2 separate regions of the Mus musculus genome follow, and region 2 is linked to region 1. Evidence: chromatin contacts called from public Hi-C data. All regions are on one chromosome and are shown on one strand. The core of a region is the stretch at or near the end of the contact, and the rest is flanking DNA. Distances in the headings are between cores, read along the strand shown.

Region 1 (5,218 bases), core at 1,003-3,502:
GGCTTTTGTGAGTGGCATGGCTGTGAGCTGCCGACATAGACTTGTGTGTGTGTATGTATATATGTATGTATGTATGTATGTATATATGCAGGCATGTTTCCTTCTCTCTGACACACACATGGAATATGTCACAGCTGCCCAGTCTAGCCATCCTAGGCCCTTGCGGTTGTCCTTCTGAAGAGCCACACAGCCTGTCACTTCAGGGAAGGACACTTGCCTGTTTTGTCTGCCATCACCTTTCAGCCACCAGTATGACACTGACAACGGAATGGGTACTCAGGAGATACGGGGTGAGTGGCCCAGCCTGTGGTCAGCCTCACGACCCCCTACACAGCAAGGTCGGCTTCTGCTGGTCGTGGCACCTGTCACCTGGGCCAGCAGGAGGCAGATATTTCTGTTCTGTGCCATTGGGCTGGGCAGATGCCAAGGCCTAAAGTTGCCCAGCCAGAGGCAGGAGACAGGCCCTTCAGCACTGGTCTGCCTCTCCAAACACTGATGGGCCAGAGGAGGAGAACCCTGAGAGGGCCTGGGCCTGGTTGGTCTTGTCTTCTGGGAGGTCTGCAGACCTGTACCTAAGACACAGTGGTTGCCTAGTGGGCTGGCTGGCATAGACATTGTCTCATCTCCTCCCTGCCTCCATCCTCCTGGGAGGTGTTCTCACCCCTGTGGCTTCTGTAGGACCCCTACCCTGTCCTCTGGACTCAAAGGCACCAGGTCATGAGACATAGGTTGGGACTGCCGTTGACTCCGTTTTAAAAGTGAGGACGCTGAGGCCTAGAGGGATGGGTGTCTCTCTCTCTCACTCTTTCTCTCTCTCTCTCTCTCTCTCTCTCTCTCTCTCTCTCTCTCTCTCTCCTCAATCGTCTGAGCCACATGCACTGAATGACTGAACTCGGATTCAGACCTTTTCTTTTCTTTAAAAGAAAAACCCAAACAGAAACAGGGTCTTCTATAACTAGACCGACCTCAAACGCACCATGTAGCTAAGGATGACCTTGAATTCTTGAACCTCTTGCCTCCACCTCCCGAGTGTGGAGATTTCAGATGTGCATGACCACACCTGGTTGTGTGTGCTGGACAGCCACTGTGCCTGCTGAGCCATATCCCCATCCCGGGGCATTGTTAATATTCCTCCTTCAAGGTGTGAAGTTGTAGACAGAGGTTCTCAACCTGTGGGTCCCAACTCCTTTCACTGGTGGCCCGAGATCATACCGCATATCCAATATCTACATTATGTATTGATCGTTTTTGTTTTGAGACAGGGTTTCTCTGTGTAGCCTTAGCTGCCCTGGAACTCTCTGTAGACCAAACTGACTTTGAACTCTGAGAGATCCACCTGCCTCTGCCTCCTGAGTGCTGGGGTTAAAGGCGTGTGCAGCACCAACACCCAACTTATGACTCATACCAGTAGCACAATTACAGTCATCAAGGAACAATGAATGAATTTTATGGTTGGGGCGGGGGGTGTCTTCATCACATGGAGAAGTGTCTAGAAAGGGTTGCAGCATTAGGAAGGCTAGAATTCTGCTCTGGAATGTTCTCTTCTCTGCCACTTAGAGACTTGTCTTGGGCAGGCTCGCTCTGGTTTATGAGTCCAGCCTCTGTTCCATTTCCCCCTTACCCCTTGGGCAAATCCCAAGCCTGCCTGTGGATTCCAGGGCTCTGCAGAACCCAGTTTGGGAAGATTGTCAGTGATAGGCCAAGGGTCCCCACATGACCTGACGGTTTTGATGAGTGTGGGATAGGAGGGGCTCGTGAAGCTCTGTGGCCATGGGGGTCATTCTGCAGAGCTGTGTCCCAGCCACAGCCCTCCTCTTCCCAAGTGACAGACATAACAGGAGCAGTGGAAGCCATGAGGCCCAGAGTCCCTGCACGCTGTGCACCTCTAACTCTGTGCTGAGCCTCTCTGAGCCTCAGTCGATGTCGCCTATGACTATGACGTGGGCTCCCAGGCCACTTCCTTTGCAGGGCCTTGGTAGAGCAGATGCTGCACAGAGTAGGGATAGGTGACACCCCAGCCTCGGTCCCCAGATGCTCCTTGCTAAGGTGAGGAGGCTCCAGGCAGAGGCCTGCTTCCGCCAGCAGGCTGTACTAAGCACCGGGGATGCCGTGGCGGTCGAGCGTATGGTGAGCATATGCTTCAGGAACATGCTGCCCGCGGAGGCACACGCCCGCCCACCATAGAGCGGAGCGGGCCCGTGGAGCCTGCCTGATCTGTATGCTCCTCTGTTCTTCCTAGAGTCACTCTATCCCCATTTGGGAACTACTGGGGCCTCAGGGTGACAGGATATGCCCAGCTGCCCACTAGATGGCTCTGTCCCCTGGGGGCCTGGCAGAATTTCAGCACTCAGTGGATTCTGGGACTTGGGATGGAGTCTTGGGGGTCGGGGGTCAGGGCTGCCGCCGCCTCTGCTGTCTGCAGTACCTACTGTGTGCTTCATTTCATGCAGTGGGGACAACAGAGGCTGGGAGCTTAAGTCAAGAATGGCCTGGTGTGCATTTGCCACCAGAGGGCGTCCAGGCTGTGAGAACCCTGCAAGGGTTCCTGCTGATAACAGAGCTCCAGAGCCCTGAGGGGGAAGGAGCAGGCAGGGAGGGTGCTCCTTGCTGAAGGCTCTGCTGAGCACAGGCCTAAAGTGAGCGGAGGCCAGCTGGCCCCGGCTCTGTCAATCAAGGAGGATGTAGGCAGCCAGAGTGCAGGATAAGGTTGCAGTGAAGGCTAGATCCAGGGTAAGCACGGGCCAGTTTTCCATGGTGGGTGGGGCATGGAGGATGAGGAGACGGAGGTGGCTTGTGGGTGCTTCTGTACCATCACCCTTACACTACCTACAACAAGCCAGGCCTTAGCTCACCCGCTAACCACCCCGCTACAGGCTACATCTTCCATGGGGTTCAAGAAGTCATGTTAATTGGCTTGGGTCGCAGGGAGCAAGATGGGTGCCCATTGAGGCTCTCCCCTCCTACCTCTGAGGACTCACCTTTCTCTTCTCGGAAGTTTGTCTGGGCTGCCTGCCCCAACACCACTGTAGGCCGGGATCCCTGAAGATGTGGCTCTTTTAGCTGCTCAGGCTTGGCCCTTCACATACATAGTGGGTCCTTAGTGTATTCTGTGTCCTCAGAATGGCGGCCACGTAGGAAACGAGAACCCAGGCCCTCAGAGTTGGAGTTGTGAATCGTGTGTTTCAAGGTCACAGTTCTGAATTGTCACCAGCCAGGGAAGCCGTGCCTTGAGATCACCTCGTTCTTGCATCATCCCCAGCCTGTTTGTTCTGGTTCTAAGTCAGCCATAGAACAGATGACAGGAGAAATTGCTACTCAGGCAGCAGGGCAGGTGGGTGGGTCAGATGCTGTGTGGTCAGAGAATCTGGGGGTGAGAGCCTGGTTGGGGACCATTGGTCTAGCCAGGGGGACGGCCTGATGGGTGGTTCTGGTGGTGGGACAGGCTGAACGGGGGAACTGGCCTGGAGGGGGTGGGAGATGAGCCTGGCTGGGCCCTGGGCCTGGCCCTAGAGCCAGTTACATTCAGGGCACACACTGTGACCTTGTCACACATAATGGCTGCCAAGACCAAGGGAAGGGACCATCCAGTCACAGCTGGAGGTAGCGGGGCATCTGGCTTGCTCTGCTCATCAGACTGTTTGCCATGAGCTGAGTCCCGTGTCCCCTGTTAACCCCAGGCTGAGTGAAGGGAGGGTAGGAGCAGCAGCCCCTGCAGCAGCTCTCCAGGGCCCCGCTGCCTTAGATCCAACACCGAGCAGATGGGCAGGGAGAGCGGGAGAGGCTGCAACAGTTGGTGGCTGCCAGCTCCCAGCGCAGCGGGAGTGAGAAGCCAGCCGGGATGGAGGGAGTGGCAGAAGCCCAGGCTCCTGTCAGCACCTCCCAAGGGCCTCTCAGCCCTTCCAGAGACCTGAGAGCCAAAGGCCTGAAGGTCTAGCACAGTGTACACTGGTGGGCGGAGCCCCACTGACCCGAGGACAATCCTCCTAGCCTTGGTCTCCTCTGGGGCTGGCATGATACCAACATTGCTTTTCCATCTTGTGTGACCTCAGGCTAGTCTCTGAGCTTATCTGTTCCCCTCCCCCCACCCAAAAGTTAGAAAGAAAAAAAAAAAGGCACCACCACCCTCCTTGCAAACACTCTGGGACTGCAGGGGCTTATCCTGGTGAAAGCTCTCAAAGGTAGAGGGTGTCACAGGTAAAAAATGATGTAGGCTCCTCCTGGAAGGGAGATCTGTCACCTCTAGGGGACTAGAACAACTGGCTTCAAGGAGAGAAACAGCCCACAGCTGGTTCCACCTCTGCATAGCCTAAGGCTCTGCATCTTCCATAGTGCCTACAAGCAGCCTGGAACCTGCAGGGATGCTGTGCACCTGGAGGAGCTCGCCAGCCCAACCGCACCTCTGTGTGCTCACCTGTGTGCTCAGCCCCGGCCTCTGTCCACCACTCACCCTCCTCTGGCCTCAGGGCAGGCTCACACCAGTCGATAAAGGTTTTCTTTTCAAGAGATTCCGGTCAGCAGAGGCCTCCAGCCACTGTGTGGCCGTGAGGGTTTATTTAAAATCTTTAGGAGTATTTGCAGTGCTAGGAGCAGAAGCCAAGGTGTCGCCCGCTGTGCTAGGCAAGCATCGCTCTGCTTAAATGACACGCGATGGCAAACCTCAGCTCTGAGTTGTACCGCTGAGTTTCAAGTGCCCCTTTATCCACGGGTGGCTGGCAGTGGTGGTGGCAACGGCTGCTGCCTTGGATAGTGCTGATCTAGAACAGTCTGCTGTTAACGGGCGTACTACTAGCTGGCTCCGCTCTTGGGCATGTAGGTCTTTGGTCTGGTGTGGGCAGGACAGGGGGAAGTCAGCGATGCAAGGCAGGTAGTTTCTATGTTAGTTTTAGAGTTTGAAAAGAGTGTTCTGGAACAGTCAGTGTTGGGAGCTTATTTGTGTTTTTTGTTTTTTGTTTGTTGTTTTGGTTTTTTTGTTTTTGTTTTTAAATCCAGGTCTCAGACACAGCACATGATGTGACTGGTTTTGTATGCATTTATAAGTTGGTTAGTATACTGACTGCTTTTGTGTGTCAACTTGACACAAGCTGGGTTATCACAGAGAAAGGAGCCTCCCTTGAGGAAATGCCTCCATTAGATCCAGCTGTAAGGCATTTTCTCAATTAGTGATCAAGGGGGGAGAGCCCCTTGTGGGTGGTACCATCCCTGGCCTGGTGGTCCTGGG
Region 2 (5,218 bases), core at 1,514-4,013, 270 kb after region 1:
GTGCAGATGGGGACTTGGGGCTTGCGATGCTTAGTGTCTGTGGATACAGGGTAGCTTGGGGACCCTGGGACATCCTGACACTGGTGTCCAGCTGGGCCTGGGCCCTCGTCTGCTACCTTACTGGAAACTGGGTGTCTTGGCAGCGCAGCGAAGTTAAGGCCCACCCCGCTAGTCTTCAGGTTCTCGTCTGTGTCGCCAGGACTGGTAGTGATTCTCTGTCACCTCGGTTTGGACCTGGTGTTGCTGAGGTGACATGTTGTACGGATACTAAAGCTACTGCGCGGAGGGGTCGTGTTGTGAGACCAGGGTCCCGGGAGCGCATCCTCCTGTCCCCTGAGAGGACTTGGACAGTTGGAACTAGGAATTTCAAGCACGTGGCCCCGGAAGGAGGGAGCTGCTTTCTTGTTCAGCGAGCACCAGTGTGGTGCAGGGGCTTGGCTGTGGAGAGCTGTGGAGAGCTGGATTGGCCTCCCCGGCTGTGGGTTGCCAGTTCCAGAATACTTCATTCCACAAGCCATATCTTAAGTTGGGGGGAGGGGGAGGGCTGTTTATTTGTTTTTGTTTTTTTGTTTTTTTTCTGAGAGGGTTTCTCTGTGTAGCCCTGGCTGTCCTGGATTTCACTTCGTAGACCAGGCTGGCCTCACCATCAGAGATCTGCCTGCCTCTTGCTCCCCCATCCCCCGTCCCCCCCCTCAGTCCCGGGATTAAAGGCGTGTGCCACTACCACCCGGGTTCAATATTTTCTTGAGATCAGGTGTCTTGCAGCCCAGGTTAGCCTGGGACTGTGTGTAGCTGAGGGTGACCTTCAATTTCTGGTTACTGGGTGATGGACGTACCCAACTCACAGAGTGCCGGGGAGCAAACCCAGGGCCTTGCGCGTGCATGCAAGTGCCACCCCTGAGCCGGATAAGCCATTCCCACTCAGCTTTGATTACACATGCAGCTTTTAGCACACATCCTCTCTAGCAATCCAGAACATGTTTTGTATCCCCCGCAGGGTTACCCTTTTCTGGCCTCCCCCCCCCCCCCCATGATTCCCTGTCTTGTTGCTCCATCCTTTGACCCCACTGTGCAAGCCATGCTAGTCACATGGGGAGGCAGGTGGGACAGGCACCCTCTCTGGGCCCAGCACCTACCTGGTATCTAGCTGTGGCTCTTCATTCCCTGACTCTCCAGTCTGTCTGTGTCCCAGGCAATTCCAGGCTCATGTTCTTAGGCCCCCACAGGACAGGCATCTGAGCTGCCGCGCCTGAGAGCCCGTGGTGGCTCTCAGCCCACCCCAGCAGGTAAGAAGGCTCTGGAGTGAAGGTGGGGTGTCCTCCAGAACTGCTGCTGTCACCCCGCAGGGGCCTCGCTCTGTGTCCCCTCCGTCCCTGAGGCTCTGCCCCGTGCCCACCCTTCCTGGAAACAGTTGTATTTTTAGCTATCTGACTGGGCTCGCCTAGGCTTCTGCTGCCGACGTCTCTCTTCATGGTGTCTCAGGGGTGCAGTTGAAAAATTCAATCCAGACAACGCAATCAGCATGCCGCCTCATTTGCTCTGCCCCCTCCCCGCCAGAGAAAGGCAGAGGGGGAGGGAAGAGAAGCTAGCCCCTCCCAAGACCTCTGTGGGCCCCACAGGGGATATCCCAGGCTGTGGGCCCCATCCCATGTGGTAGTCGTAGTTAAGGCAAGGCCAAGGTTTTGCCAGAAGACGCTGGGATTCACCGGGCCAGGCCCAGTACACATCCTGGCACTTTTAATCACTTGCTGTGCCCTGGTGTGTTGGCTTAACAGTCTGAGCCTCAGCTTTTGCCCAGGGCCAGCAGGCCACCACTGGCAGTCTGTTGATCTAGTGATAGCATACAGAACGGAACACAGATCACGTAATTAAGTGCGGCCCCCATAACTGCCTTCCCAAGTGCTGTCGCTGGGGCTTCCCCAATTGTCCCCACCGCCATTTTCTAATCCTGTTGTCCCTGTTTATGCCCCACCCCACCCCAACTCCCTAAACTTGGCAACACCCAGGGTCAGCCATTGTGGGTCCCCACTGCTGTGGTCCCAGCCTGGCCAAGCCTAGGTAGCTGCTTGGCCCACTGTGGCCTGCCAGTGGTGCAGTGGGTGGGCTTCCAAGGAGGATGGAGGGCGGGGGGGAGCACCCTGACTTCTACCCTGGTTTCTGGAAGGAGCATTGGGCTGTGGATCCAGCCCAGCCCCCAGGCTGGACCCCTGGGTCTGTCCTGCCCTGGCTTCTTAAGTTACTACTATTACTGTGGACTCTGAATAATGTCCCCAGGGTGCTCAGCTGTCCTGAAGCTGCCTCCATCCACGTGTGGCTGGCAACATTGTAGCTCCAGTCTTTGTAGAGGCTAGGATCCAGTCTTTCCTCCAAGTAGCGCTGCCCCTCCCCCCAGAGGCCCTTAAGCCTCTTTAAGATTCCATCTTTCCCTGTGCTGGGAGCCCAGCTTGGCGGGTGTTGAGCACTCCTACCAGCCCTGTCTATCATGCTGCCCTGGTGGGGGGTGGGGGGGACGGGGGTGTTTCTGTCTTTCTGTGACATTAGCCCAGCTGCCTTGAAGGCAAGGGTCCCCCAGATTGCTCAGTGGGCTTAGTTAAGTTACTTTGAGTAAAGGGGTACTGGGAGCTTCTGGGATCTTACACCCAGAGCCACGTCTCAAGCCACCACCAGCCTGGCCCCATCTGAGGTTCTCAGAGCAGAGAGGCTCTTTGGCCTCTGTGAGAGCAAGCTGTAAGAGTCCCCGCCACAGCCCCCACCTGTGCGAGATGAAGCTGGGTGCTGCTGCCAGGCAGGGCCCAAGCTGTGTGGCAATCTGCTCATCTCCCACGGGGCCCTGGTGCCGTCTGCCGAGGGGGGTGGGGGTGCGACGGTAGCCCACATGTCCCTGGCTGATCGGTAGAAGACCCACACAGCACCAGAGCTGTGTGTACCCTCAGTTCCAGTACACCCGGGGCCTTGGGCCCCCTGTTTCCCAGGAAGCACATGGGGGAAGAGCCGCCTTATACCTGGCTATTCGCCACTTTGTCACCTGTGGGGACAAGGGTAGCTTAGAGCTTTTAAGCTTCTGATTAGACATCCCTAGTGCTCTGAACTTTCCGGAAATCTTTGCCACCTGCCGGCCCTGTAACCAAGGGGCGTCAAGTTACCATGGGTGGTGGATGAAACCCACCCAGCCCCTGAGAGGCAGAGGCTGGGGACCATCCCTCTGGGTTTGAGTCCAAGCAGCCCCCCCCCCCCCCCCGCCTGCATGTCTGCTACAGGGTGGGCTGGGTGCAGGCTGAAACACACCCTGGGTTCATCTCCTTGGAAATCTGCCTCTTTCAAAGAAAACAACCAAACAAATGGCCTGCCTGCCTGCCTGCCTGCCTGCCTGTCAGTCTACAGCTGGCAAGGTGGAGGCATCTTCGCGGGGTGTCTGGAGCCCCATCTGCCTGTGTCTCAGGTGTGAGCAGCGGGGCTAGCTATTGTGGAGGAGAGAGACCAGGATGGGGAGGGAGAACCACCCAGAGTCCAGAGCCACAGCTGGCCCTGAGGTGACAGGAGGTGAGCAGGGTGTATGGACATCAGGATGATGGTCCTTCCTTCTCCACCCCTCTTACCACCTCTCCTTCCTTCCTCTTTCTATCCCCCATCCCACGCCCACCCCCACACAATCTTCATAGTGTCCTAACACGGCAGTGGCAGTGGGACAGAGCTCAGCTCCAAGGGATCCTCACTGGCTCCTGCCAGCCTCAGTTCTCAGGACTGGTGCTGTGGTTGGTCACGGCACGTTCTTTGCCCAACAGGTGTTACTGGAAAGTTAGTTTCTCTCAAGTCACAGCCCCTTCCTGACTGCTGACTGGGGTTTAACGGCACCGCCACCAGCCCCGTTCCCTCGCGGATGGACACTGAGGCCACCCAGCCTCCAGACCTGTGACATGCGTGAAGACACACTGGCAGAGCAGGAGAAGAGTCCTGTCCGGCAGCATATGGCCACCCCGTGGTTCAGTTTCACTGTCTCCTCAAAGCTGCATATCATGGCGGATACCTCTGCTGGAACTTCCTGCTGCACGCCTGGCTATTTGTGCTACACTCTGGGGGCTCCAGAGCACTTCCCTGCCTGGTGTTTGTCACTGTGCCCTTGGTCCTAGGTCCCCTTCGCTGCCAGTTCCTCATGGTGCCCGGGCAGTGGTTGGGATGTAGTGTTGGTTGGGTTTATTTCTTGTTTCTTAACACCCACCCCCACAACTAACTGGTGGGAGTCGCTTGAGTCTGCAGGGACAAGAGGGACAGCCCTGAGATGTGGGACCACTTCTCCCAGCAGGGATGTCAGATAAGAGTACCTGCTGTGCAGAGATCCAGACCTGAGTTCAGATCTCTAGAACCTGTGTGGGGGAGGCAGAGGTGGAAGGACCACCCCCCCCCCCCTTGCTAAGCTGGTCACACCAGTCAAGCTCCGGGTTCAGTGAGAGAGTCAGTAAATACAGGGAGAGCCGTTAAGGAAAGCACCTGAAATCATCTTGCGTGCTCGAACTGACATGCACATATTCAACTGACATATTCAGGGAAAGGGGCCATTGCAGGTGTTGTTCAGCAGTTCATATCTGCACCAGCTGGCTAAGGCTGCCCAAGCTCTTGCCTTTGGGGGTCTTGGCTCTTAATAACACGGACTGCCCCACAGGGCCTTGGCCTCATCTGTGGGGTCAGTCAGCAAAGGTGATGCAGGCACCCCTCTGCCTCTTCATCTGCAGCCCGGCCCTGGCTCTCTGACCCATTCCCACCACTCTGGCTGAATAGCTTCAGTTAATTACAGCGATGGCGGACCTGCCTGCTCCGGCAGCACAGCTAGAGAGAAAGAGAGAGCACAGGGCTGGGAGCCAGGCGCCAGCCTCGCTAATTGGCAGCGCCTTGTGAGGTATTGATCCCAGGGCTCTCGCTGGTGAGCACTGGCCTCTGCCTTCCACCTCCGACGGGATTAGGCTGCTAATTGTCCATGGCCAGCCTCATCCTCTCTGAGCCAGCCCCACACTAGAGCCTGCCTGCCCCATACTCGTCCCTTGCTGGGCCAGGCTATTGCTAGCATGGGAAGGGGCAGAGAGGGGCCAGCTGAGCTGGCTGCCTTGGGACTGCCCTGTCCCTTATACAGACGGCGGGGGGGGGGGTACAGAGGAGCTAGGATGGTCCCTGAGGCACCATCTGATTTCGCCCCCTGAGGAGGGTCATTTGGCTACCTATCTCAGCA

What was found. A called contact is a pair of places that touch in the nucleus more often than the background predicts.
Region 2: a Hi-C map of cerebral cortex shows a contact between it and region 1, with 3 times the contacts expected there. The contact joins two enhancer-like sites. A contact is called at or near these places in 2 of 15 datasets of contacts at CTCF or cohesin (the NIH/3T3 cell line and stem cell-derived epiblast-like cells), 4 of 484 Hi-C or Micro-C datasets (the MC3T3-E1 cell line, cerebral cortex, stem cell-derived motor neurons and 1 more), 16 of 115 datasets of contacts at active chromatin or transcription factors (VIP interneurons, cardiomyocytes, craniofacial prominence and 13 more) and 3 of 9 other capture datasets (embryonic stem cells, embryonic trunk and liver).

What each region holds. Positions count from the first base shown.
Region 1 is chr8:120,286,144-120,291,361 of GRCm38.p6, forward strand. It overlaps a transcript of Gse1 not described here. Among named protein-coding and RNA genes, the nearest start is that of Gm32968, 39 kb to the right of the region's middle. Within about 2 kb of position 2,253, at least 75 of the 459 cell types and tissues checked have an H3K27ac peak or open chromatin away from gene starts, as enhancers often do. A contact at or near this core is called in cerebral cortex and forebrain, where this site is marked.
Region 2 is chr8:120,554,963-120,560,180 of GRCm38.p6, forward strand. All of the region lies in intron 2 of Gse1 (genetic suppressor element 1, coiled-coil protein), which reads left to right. Among named protein-coding and RNA genes, the nearest start is that of Mir7687, 19 kb to the left of the region's middle. Within about 2 kb of position 2,764, at least 47 of the 459 cell types and tissues checked have an H3K27ac peak or open chromatin away from gene starts, as enhancers often do. A contact at or near this core is called in cerebral cortex and forebrain, where this site is marked.